Linked DNA regions of Hordeum vulgare: region 2 is linked to region 1. The links are chromatin contacts, called in public Hi-C maps. All regions are on one chromosome and are shown on one strand. Each heading gives the region's core, a stretch centred on a gene start, on an enhancer-like site or on the middle of the called end of the contact. The rest is flanking DNA. Distances are from core to core; before and after follow the strand shown. Region 1 holds the start of LOC123426377 (glutamate receptor 3.4-like). Region 2 has its middle 36 kb from the start of LOC123426378.

Region 1 (4,156 bases), core at 1,303-3,802:
TTACGAAGCCACAAGGGGGCCACAAAGCACCTAAGAATGCCCTAACCCCCAGGACCCACCCCTGCCTTGTCGCTCCCTTGTGCATCGTCTGGTCTCCTCCCAAAGCTTCCAGGGCCTTCTTTTGTCCAGAAAAAGTCGTCACGAAGTTTCATCGAGTTTGAACTTCGTTCGGTATGGATTTCCTCATAAATCAAAAACTTGTAGAATACAGGTACTGCCACTTGGCACTCAGTTAATAGATTAGTCCATAAAAACATTATAATTGGTTAGTCCATAAAACAATATAAATCATACTAGATTGATAGTACAATAGCATGAAATCAAAAATCATATACACGTTGGAGATGTATCAATGCTCATGTCATGAAGATAGTAACAGTGAAAGTTGCATGGCAATATATCTTTGAATTGTTATGGACATGCCATAATAGATAGATATGGTGACTATTTCGAGGAAGGATATATAAGGCTTATTCGTGAAATAGCGGCTCATTTCATGGGGTTTGGATACCCGACAAAGTTTACACCAAGTTTCAAAGTGAGAACGGACAATGCACGATACGGAAGAGGATAGCAAAATATGGATAGATGGAAGTGCTTATAGTCTAAAACTAGTACTAGTCATAAAGACCTCAAGTATTTATGTGGAAGCCTAGAAGCCCTCGAAGCAAAGGACTACTTGCATGCTCTAAGAAGGAAGGTTGGGAGGAGTTAACTATCGCGAGTCCCCAATCTAGACTACACAAATGATATGAATCAAGGATAAATTATACTCCAACTTCCTAGTCATGCCATACCGATACATTAATGAGTGGGAGATCACAATCCTTAACATCGATATTTTTACTAGACCAAGATTATCAATTAGTAAGCCTTCATATTATCATCTTAATATCGTTTATCAAACACAATATATTCAGTGATCCACATGCAAAATTTTATTATACCACCGTTGTATACCTATTATTTTTGGACCAAACATATTACTAATGCAAATTATCACTACATATTTAAGTCTCAAAAAGACATAAGTGAAGAAAGAAGTGCAATTGATTTCTATAAAATGTATGTATCGCCGTGCTCAAAGGGTATAAGTGAAGTACATAAGCGCTTGTGAGAAAAGATGTAAGTGAAGTATATGAGCATTTGTCTCAACTCAAAAGAGATAAGTGAAGTTCATTGAGCATTCTATAAATTGTGATGAATATGTGTCTCATAATTTGTGTGGTCAGAAAATAATGATCATGAAAACAAGCAAGCAAATAAAACAAAAATATACTATGCTCCAAGCAAACACATATCATATGATGAATAAAAATGTAGAAACATGTGATATAGTTTGATTTTTTAATTTCTTCATCCAAGAAATGACAGTTTGCAATTAGTTTTTTATTTGCAGGACGAGTTGTTAATTTGTACAGCTTATCCACAAAAAAATCCACTGGCATACTGCATGGCACCATGAGCTAATTTTTTAATTGTTTGTCTGTCACTTAATTTTCAAGCCGCTCCATTATGTTACCCAATATATTGAATGGTCTGTTAGAGTAAGCAATCTTTGTTGATGGAGAGAGTGAGACCGGGAGCCCTACAAAATAATCATGAGACTATTATATGTAGCGTCTGAATTTAATTTTGACAGGCATATCATATCCGACTGTAGAAAGAAATATCCCATGCATTCCTGTCTCTAGGTAGCACTCGTACCAACCAACCAGTACGTGCCTTCATTACCCATGTATCCACGCTTGCAGGTAGGCAGCTATTGATCCATTTGACTTGGCATTTCTTGTAGGAGTAATTAGAATCGGTGTATCATATCTGAGCTAGCATTAGTTTATCATGACTGATTAATAATTAAGTTCAGATTGACCAAGTTGATGATTGTCTGTGTACTGAACCTAGATAGAGCCTACCTAATCAAACAAGACAAGATGACAAGTCTGGCATATGTATTGTCAGTAGTTAATTGAATGAGTTGCATGAGTGCATCGAAACAGCAGTCATTGGTTAGCTAAAACAACCAGCTGCCTACACGATTTGAGCCATTGGGGGCAGCAGAAAGCACGTGCATCTTTCCCTATCTATGTACAGTATATGAGCATACCAGTAGTTCTTGTACTATGAGGCTACGAGCATAGTATTACTAGTATCTTGCTTGTGCATTCAACAAAGTGGTGTGGGCAGCTTTATTCTCCCAGGTGAAAGAAGAAGAAACACCCGAAAAGCCAAAGCGCTAATCACTAGCATCTGTTCCCTGATGAGAAAGATGGCCTGTTTGCTTCCATGCCAAGCCACAGCCACAGCGACAGTGGATGAGAATACGTTGCTGACCACCGCTCGACAAGTCGATACAGTTCTGTTAGTAGTAGGTACTGTTGTGAACTCAAGCAAAAAAACTGTGTTATTCGAAAGTAGTAAGTTAATTAGTTGGCCGCTGTGCTGTAACAGTTGCATGATGAAGATGTGCAGTGCAGGGGTGATGTGAAACCGTTTCCTGACCAGAATGCCTTTTGCCCAGGCCGCATCTTTGCTTGCTTGATCTGACGAGCATCCACGTTTTGCTCGAGACGATTACAAGAGTAGCAGAATGGTCAACAGTAGTGCCGGCCGACGTCTCCATCGGCATCTCTCTGTGTCGTCTCGGTCGATCTCTCCACCAGTACTTGTAAGCAGGGTACTACTCTACTAGTAATTGCACCAATCAATCAGGGCCGAGCGAGGCGCGATCTACTCCGTTCCGTCCCCGCTGCGCCTTCCACGCCACTGCTTTTTCCTCGCCGTCGAATCTCTTTCCTGCTCCTCACCGGTCAGGATCACGCCGTTTTTGTCACCTTGCTCCCCTCGATTCTCCCTGCTCCGCTCTTGTTCTGTTTCTTGGAGTTCTCCATCCTTCCGATCGTATGGCTAGCCGATGGGGTGGAGCTCCTGCCTTCCTGCGCTCATATATCTCGCGCTCTCAGGCGATAGCCGTACGCATATACTAGATCCTCGAGAGACGAGGCGAGATGGGCTCGGCTCTGCTCCGTGTCCTCTGCCTCTGCAGCCTTGTGGCGCTCGCCCGGCCGGCCAGGCCGGCCAACGTCTCCATCGGCGCCCTCTTCACCTTCGACTCCGTCATCGGGAGGTCCGCCAGGGCCGCCATCGACCTCGCCGTCGCCGACGTCAACCGCGACGCCGCCGTCCTCAGGGGGACGCACCTCAGCCTCGTCGCGCAGGACACCAAGTGCAGCGGCTTCGTCGGCACCATCCAAGGTCACTGCTCTCTTCTTCTTCTTCCTCTTCTTCTTCCAAAAAATATAATAAAAAATCCTCCTAATACCCCCAAATGTTTGCTGCGATCAGATTAGCAAATACGGAGTACTACAGTAGTCGTCATCACGAACTTTGATTCCACGATTAGATTTTTCGTGTTCTTTACATATTGATATCTTGGCCTGTATGCATCCACTTTCTTCTTCATTTGGTTTGGTTCTCTCTCTCTCTCCTCATTCAGTTGACTCTCGTGGAGGTGGAGGTGGAGCCTGCCTACTGCCTTGGATCTCTCCACATGAACTTTGCATGACGATTTTTTTTAAATAATAATGATAATCTGTTTTTTTTCCTTGGCAACGGATTAGTCAGAGACTACCCCGTCCCGTGCTCTCGCCGTTGCATTTTGTAGCTATTGTCCTGTGCTAATCGACCGGCCGGTATTGATATTGGATCAAAAGAACGTTTCACCTTTTTCTTCGTATAAATGAACAAATGACTAGTACGTACTCCCTCGATCGGTAACAAAAATTACTCCTTTACGGAGGGAGTTATCGCAGTTGACACTGATGTAAGTACGTGTTGATGCTGCAGCGCTGCAGCTAATGGAGAAGAAGGTGGTGGCGGTTGTGGGACCGCAGTCGTCGGGGATCGCCCACGTGGTGTCGCACGTAGTCAACGAGCTCCACGTCCCGCTGCTCTCCTTCGCCGCCACTGACCCGGCGCTCGCCTCCGCCCAGTACCCCTACTTCGTGCGCGCAGCCCGCGGCGATGACTCCTCCCAGATGGCCGCCGTCGCCGACATCGTCGCCTACTATGGCTGGAGGGAGGTCACCGTCATCTACGTCGACAACGACTACGGCCGCGGCGGCGTCGACGCCCTCGGTGACGCGCTCGAGGCCAA
Region 2 (3,961 bases), core at 1,222-3,721, 220 kb before region 1:
TTGATCAAGGTTGAGGATATAGAGCCTATTCCGTGTGCGATTAACACGAGCTAGCACGTTTTGGAGGTTGTCGAAGATCGTCATCACTCCACTCTCGATATTCACCTTGCATCCATTCTCGGCAAGCTTCCCAATAGAGATGATGTTGTTGCGCAGCCGTGGGATGTAGTACACTCCGGTGAGTATGCGATGTTCGCCTGTGAGACCCTCAAAGAGGACAGATCCTTGCCCGCAAATCTCCACAGCTGAACCATCACCGAACTTGACCGAGCCTTCAACATTGTATTCCAGCTAGAGGAATTTCTCCTTGCACCCCGTCATGTGGTTACTGGCACCCGTGTCGAGATACCACGACACGTTCTGATCACCGGATAACTTTGGTGTCACTTTTTCCTCATGAAGTAGCACCTTCCGGCTTGGTTTCACAACCACCGTTTCAGCGAGATCACAAACTTCGGCCATCAGAAGACCTGGACCTTCGTCTTCCTGCTTTGCCAAATTTGCCTTGATCTCCCGCTTGTTAGGCTTTGGACAATCCTTCGCAAAGTGACCCATCTTATTGCAGTTATAGCACTTGACCTCGGACAAGTCCAAGTTCCGTGGTTTCTGCTCTTTAGATTGGCCCGCCTTACCACGACCTTGTGGTTTGCCTTTTCCTTTGCCTTTTCCGGTTTGTCCATCGCCCTTCATGTTGCTTGAGCCTTCGCCACCGTCACGCCTTCCTTTGCTACTTGGGGCCTCCCAATCTGCGCGCGAGTACATGAGTTGGTCACTACCTCCTCCTTTGCCTTTTCGACAGCCACGAGCATTCTCTTCCCACGTCCGCAGGCGTCCGATCGCCTCCGTTATGGTCATGTCGTCGATGTCATAAAGCTGCTCGAGCGTGCCGATGATGTACGTGAATTTGTCAGTCACTGAACTGAAATTTTTTTCCACAATCTCGGTCTCCTCGAGCTTTGCACCAAGCGCGCGGATCTCTCCCACCAAAGTAGTAAGACGCATGGCATAGTCGTTCACCGATTCAGTTTCCTCCATCTGCAACTTGTGAAATTTGCGCTTCAGCACTTGTGCCCGTGCCTTGGTGACGCGATCTTCTCCGATCCTCATCTCCTTGAGTGCGTTCCACGCCTCTCTTGCCGTCTCGAACTCCGCCAATGTCATCAGCACGGAATCCGGCACGGACTGGGCTATGGCGGCCGTGGCACCTTCGTCGCGCTCCTCGTCGACGTCGTCGTCCGTGATGGCCTCCCACACTCGAAGGGATCGAAGAATAATCTTCATCTTCACCGCCCACACGCCGTAGTTGGCGTCGGTGAGCATTGGGTACTGGATGGGGATGTTGCGATGCGCCTGGACGTTGGCGCCGCTCGTTCCTCCATCACTGGTTGCTGACTTGACGCCCTTCTTCACCTTGTCGTCGTTCTTGTTCGCCTTGGCACCGCCGCTGCCGGACTTGACCGACTCAGCGTCGCTGTCCGTCATCGTAGATCGTAGATCGTCAAGGCTCTAGATACCAATTGTTGGCTTCGGATCGCTAGATCAAAGCTCCCTTACACGTACGTGCAAGCTAGCTATATAGCAACCAAGCAGACAAGCTGCTGGATGGATTAGCAATAGCACTCGCGTATGTATGAGCAACCTGAGCTAGCTTGCTGTGTATCGGATTAAACTCGGCGGAACCCTTAGCTCTCTCGACGACGGCCGCGTAACTAGGCGTACCAGAGGAACGAAAACTGATTTTGATGGTGCGTATAGCTTGCTCTTTTTTCTTCTATTGATCTGAACTGATCTACTCAGTATATAAAGAATACATGACCGACATCACGTCCAACTCGTAGCCAAAGACGGCAACCAACACGACGCTGACCGGACTCGTACAAACACCAGTCCGTTTACTATTCTATCTAGGATTCTATGTGACGTTTAGACTACAACTAGGTTAATTACTATAGAGGAGGAGAGATCGCGCGACGAGGCTGGGGCCTGCACGCGGAGAGGCGAGGGTGGAGGAGGAGCGAGCGGGCGCAGCCAACGGCGTTGGACGGTTGGAGCGCTCCTCTCCCTGTGCATGGCTACGACGCGAGGCGGCCCTGTCCTAGGCGGGGCGAGCGAGGCGCCACAGCGCGGGACACCAGGCGCAGGCGCTTGAGGGGCTCGCGTGCCGCACGAGCCGGGGGTCGGGGACGGGGTCAACGGCGCTGGGCAGGAGGAGGGCCTCGAGGCTGCTCGGTGTGCTCGCTGGCAGCGGCCGTAGACGGAGGCAGGGGCCTCAACGAACTCGCCAAGGGAATGCAAGATCGGGCGGGGGTGCTACGATGCAGGCGCTTTCTCCTCTGGTGGTTGCGCGCTGTGAGCTACTGCTCCTTTGGTCATTGGGACGAGGGCAGCTTCAGGCCGTGGACACGACCGGATGATACAGGGGGACACCGGCTGGGCATTAATTGGTTTCTACTGGCTATGAGGGGATCTCAAGGAAGGCTCTTGTTGGGCAACGGATTGGATCGGGAGGGGAGATCCCGAGGTTGGTAGCGGTGCACGGTGGGAATAACTGGACTAGGGTTAGGGTAGGTCTACATTCGGATATAAGTAACATGTTCGATTAGGTGTAGACCCTTCGATCTAAATCGGGCGGTCGCGGTTAAATAGGTTAGGGGGTCCAATGGACGAACTGATGACGGTTTGCGGTAAAACGGGGTTGATCTGGATCCAACTGTCATGACCGCCGGGTTCGGGCCCGGGGAAGTTTCCACACTAGGTTGCGGGCAGGGTCGATGCATTGTGCACAGGGGCTAGGCAGGGATGAGAGGAAAGCGGGCAACCCGGCGACAGAGTTTAAAACACCGAAACGTCCGACAATTGACCCGGCTATAGTGCCGCTATAGATTTAACAGTTCGGGTATCAAACTAACTCCGATTGCGACGAAATTTGGCACACATCCTACCTACATTATATTAAAACCGCACACTGACGACCCACAAGTATAGGGGGTCTATCGTAGTCCTTTTAATAAGTAAGAGTGTCGAACCCAACGAGGAGCAGAAGGATCTGACAAGTGATTTTTAGCAAGGTAATCTCTGCAAGCACTGAAATTATCGGTAACAAGTAGTTGTGTGACAAGATGATTCGTAGCAAGTAGCAAGTAACAATAGTAACAACGGTGCAGCAAAGTGGCCCAATCCCTTTTGTAGCAAGGGACAAGCCTGGACAAACTCTTATAGGAGGTAAAGCGCTCCCGAGGACACATGGGAAATTCTATCAAGCTAGTTTTCATCATGTTCATATGATTCGCGTTCGCTACTTTGATAGTTTGATATGTGGGTGGACCGGCGCTTGGGTACTGCCCTTACTTGGACAAGCATCCCACTTATGATTAACCCCTCTCGCAAGCATCCGCAACTACGAAAGAAGAATTAAGACAAAGTCTAACCATAGCATTAAACTAGTGGATCCAAATCAGCCCCTTACAAAGCAACACATAAACTAGGGTTTAAGCTTCTGTCACTCTAGCAACCCATCATCTACTTACTACTTCCCAATGCCTTCCTCTAGGCCCAAATAATGGTGAAGTGTTATGTAGTCGACATTCACATAACACCACTAGAGGAAAAGCAACATACAACACATCAAAATATTTAACGAATACCAAATTCACATGACTACTTATAGCATGACTTATCTCATGTCCTCAAAAACAAAAGTGACTACTCACAAAGCATAATCATATTCATGACCAGAGAGGTAATGAGTAGCATCAAGGATCTGAACATATAATCTTCCACCAAGTAATCCAACTAGCATCAACTACAAAGAGTAATTAACACTAATAGCAACCTTACAAGTACCAATCGGAGTAGCGAGACGGAGATTGGTTACAAGAGATGAACTAGGGTTTGGAGAAGAGATGGTGCTGATGAAGATGTTGATGGTGATGAGTCCCCTCCGATGAGAGGAGTGTTGGTG

What was found. Hi-C and Micro-C count contacts between places; a contact is called where the count stands out from the background.
Region 2: a Hi-C map of leaf shows a contact between it and region 1, with 3 times the contacts expected there. The contact joins the enhancer-like site here to the promoter of LOC123426377 in region 1. A contact is called at or near these places in 2 of 6 Hi-C or Micro-C datasets (leaf and seedling) and 1 of 1 datasets of contacts at active chromatin or transcription factors (embryo).

What each region holds. Positions count from the first base shown.
Region 1 is chr2H:386,517,343-386,521,498 of MorexV3_pseudomolecules_assembly, reverse strand. LOC123426377 (glutamate receptor 3.4-like) reads left to right here and starts at 2,552. Exons shown (of 4, transcript XM_045110197.1): 1 at 2,552-3,255; 2 at 3,847-4,156. The coding sequence starts at 3,009.
Region 2 is chr2H:386,742,026-386,745,986 of MorexV3_pseudomolecules_assembly, reverse strand. No RefSeq gene overlaps it. Among protein-coding and RNA genes, the nearest start is that of LOC123426378, 36 kb to the left of the region's middle. Within about 2 kb of position 2,471, at least 2 of the 3 cell types and tissues checked have open chromatin away from gene starts, as enhancers often do. A contact at or near this core is called in leaf, where this site is marked.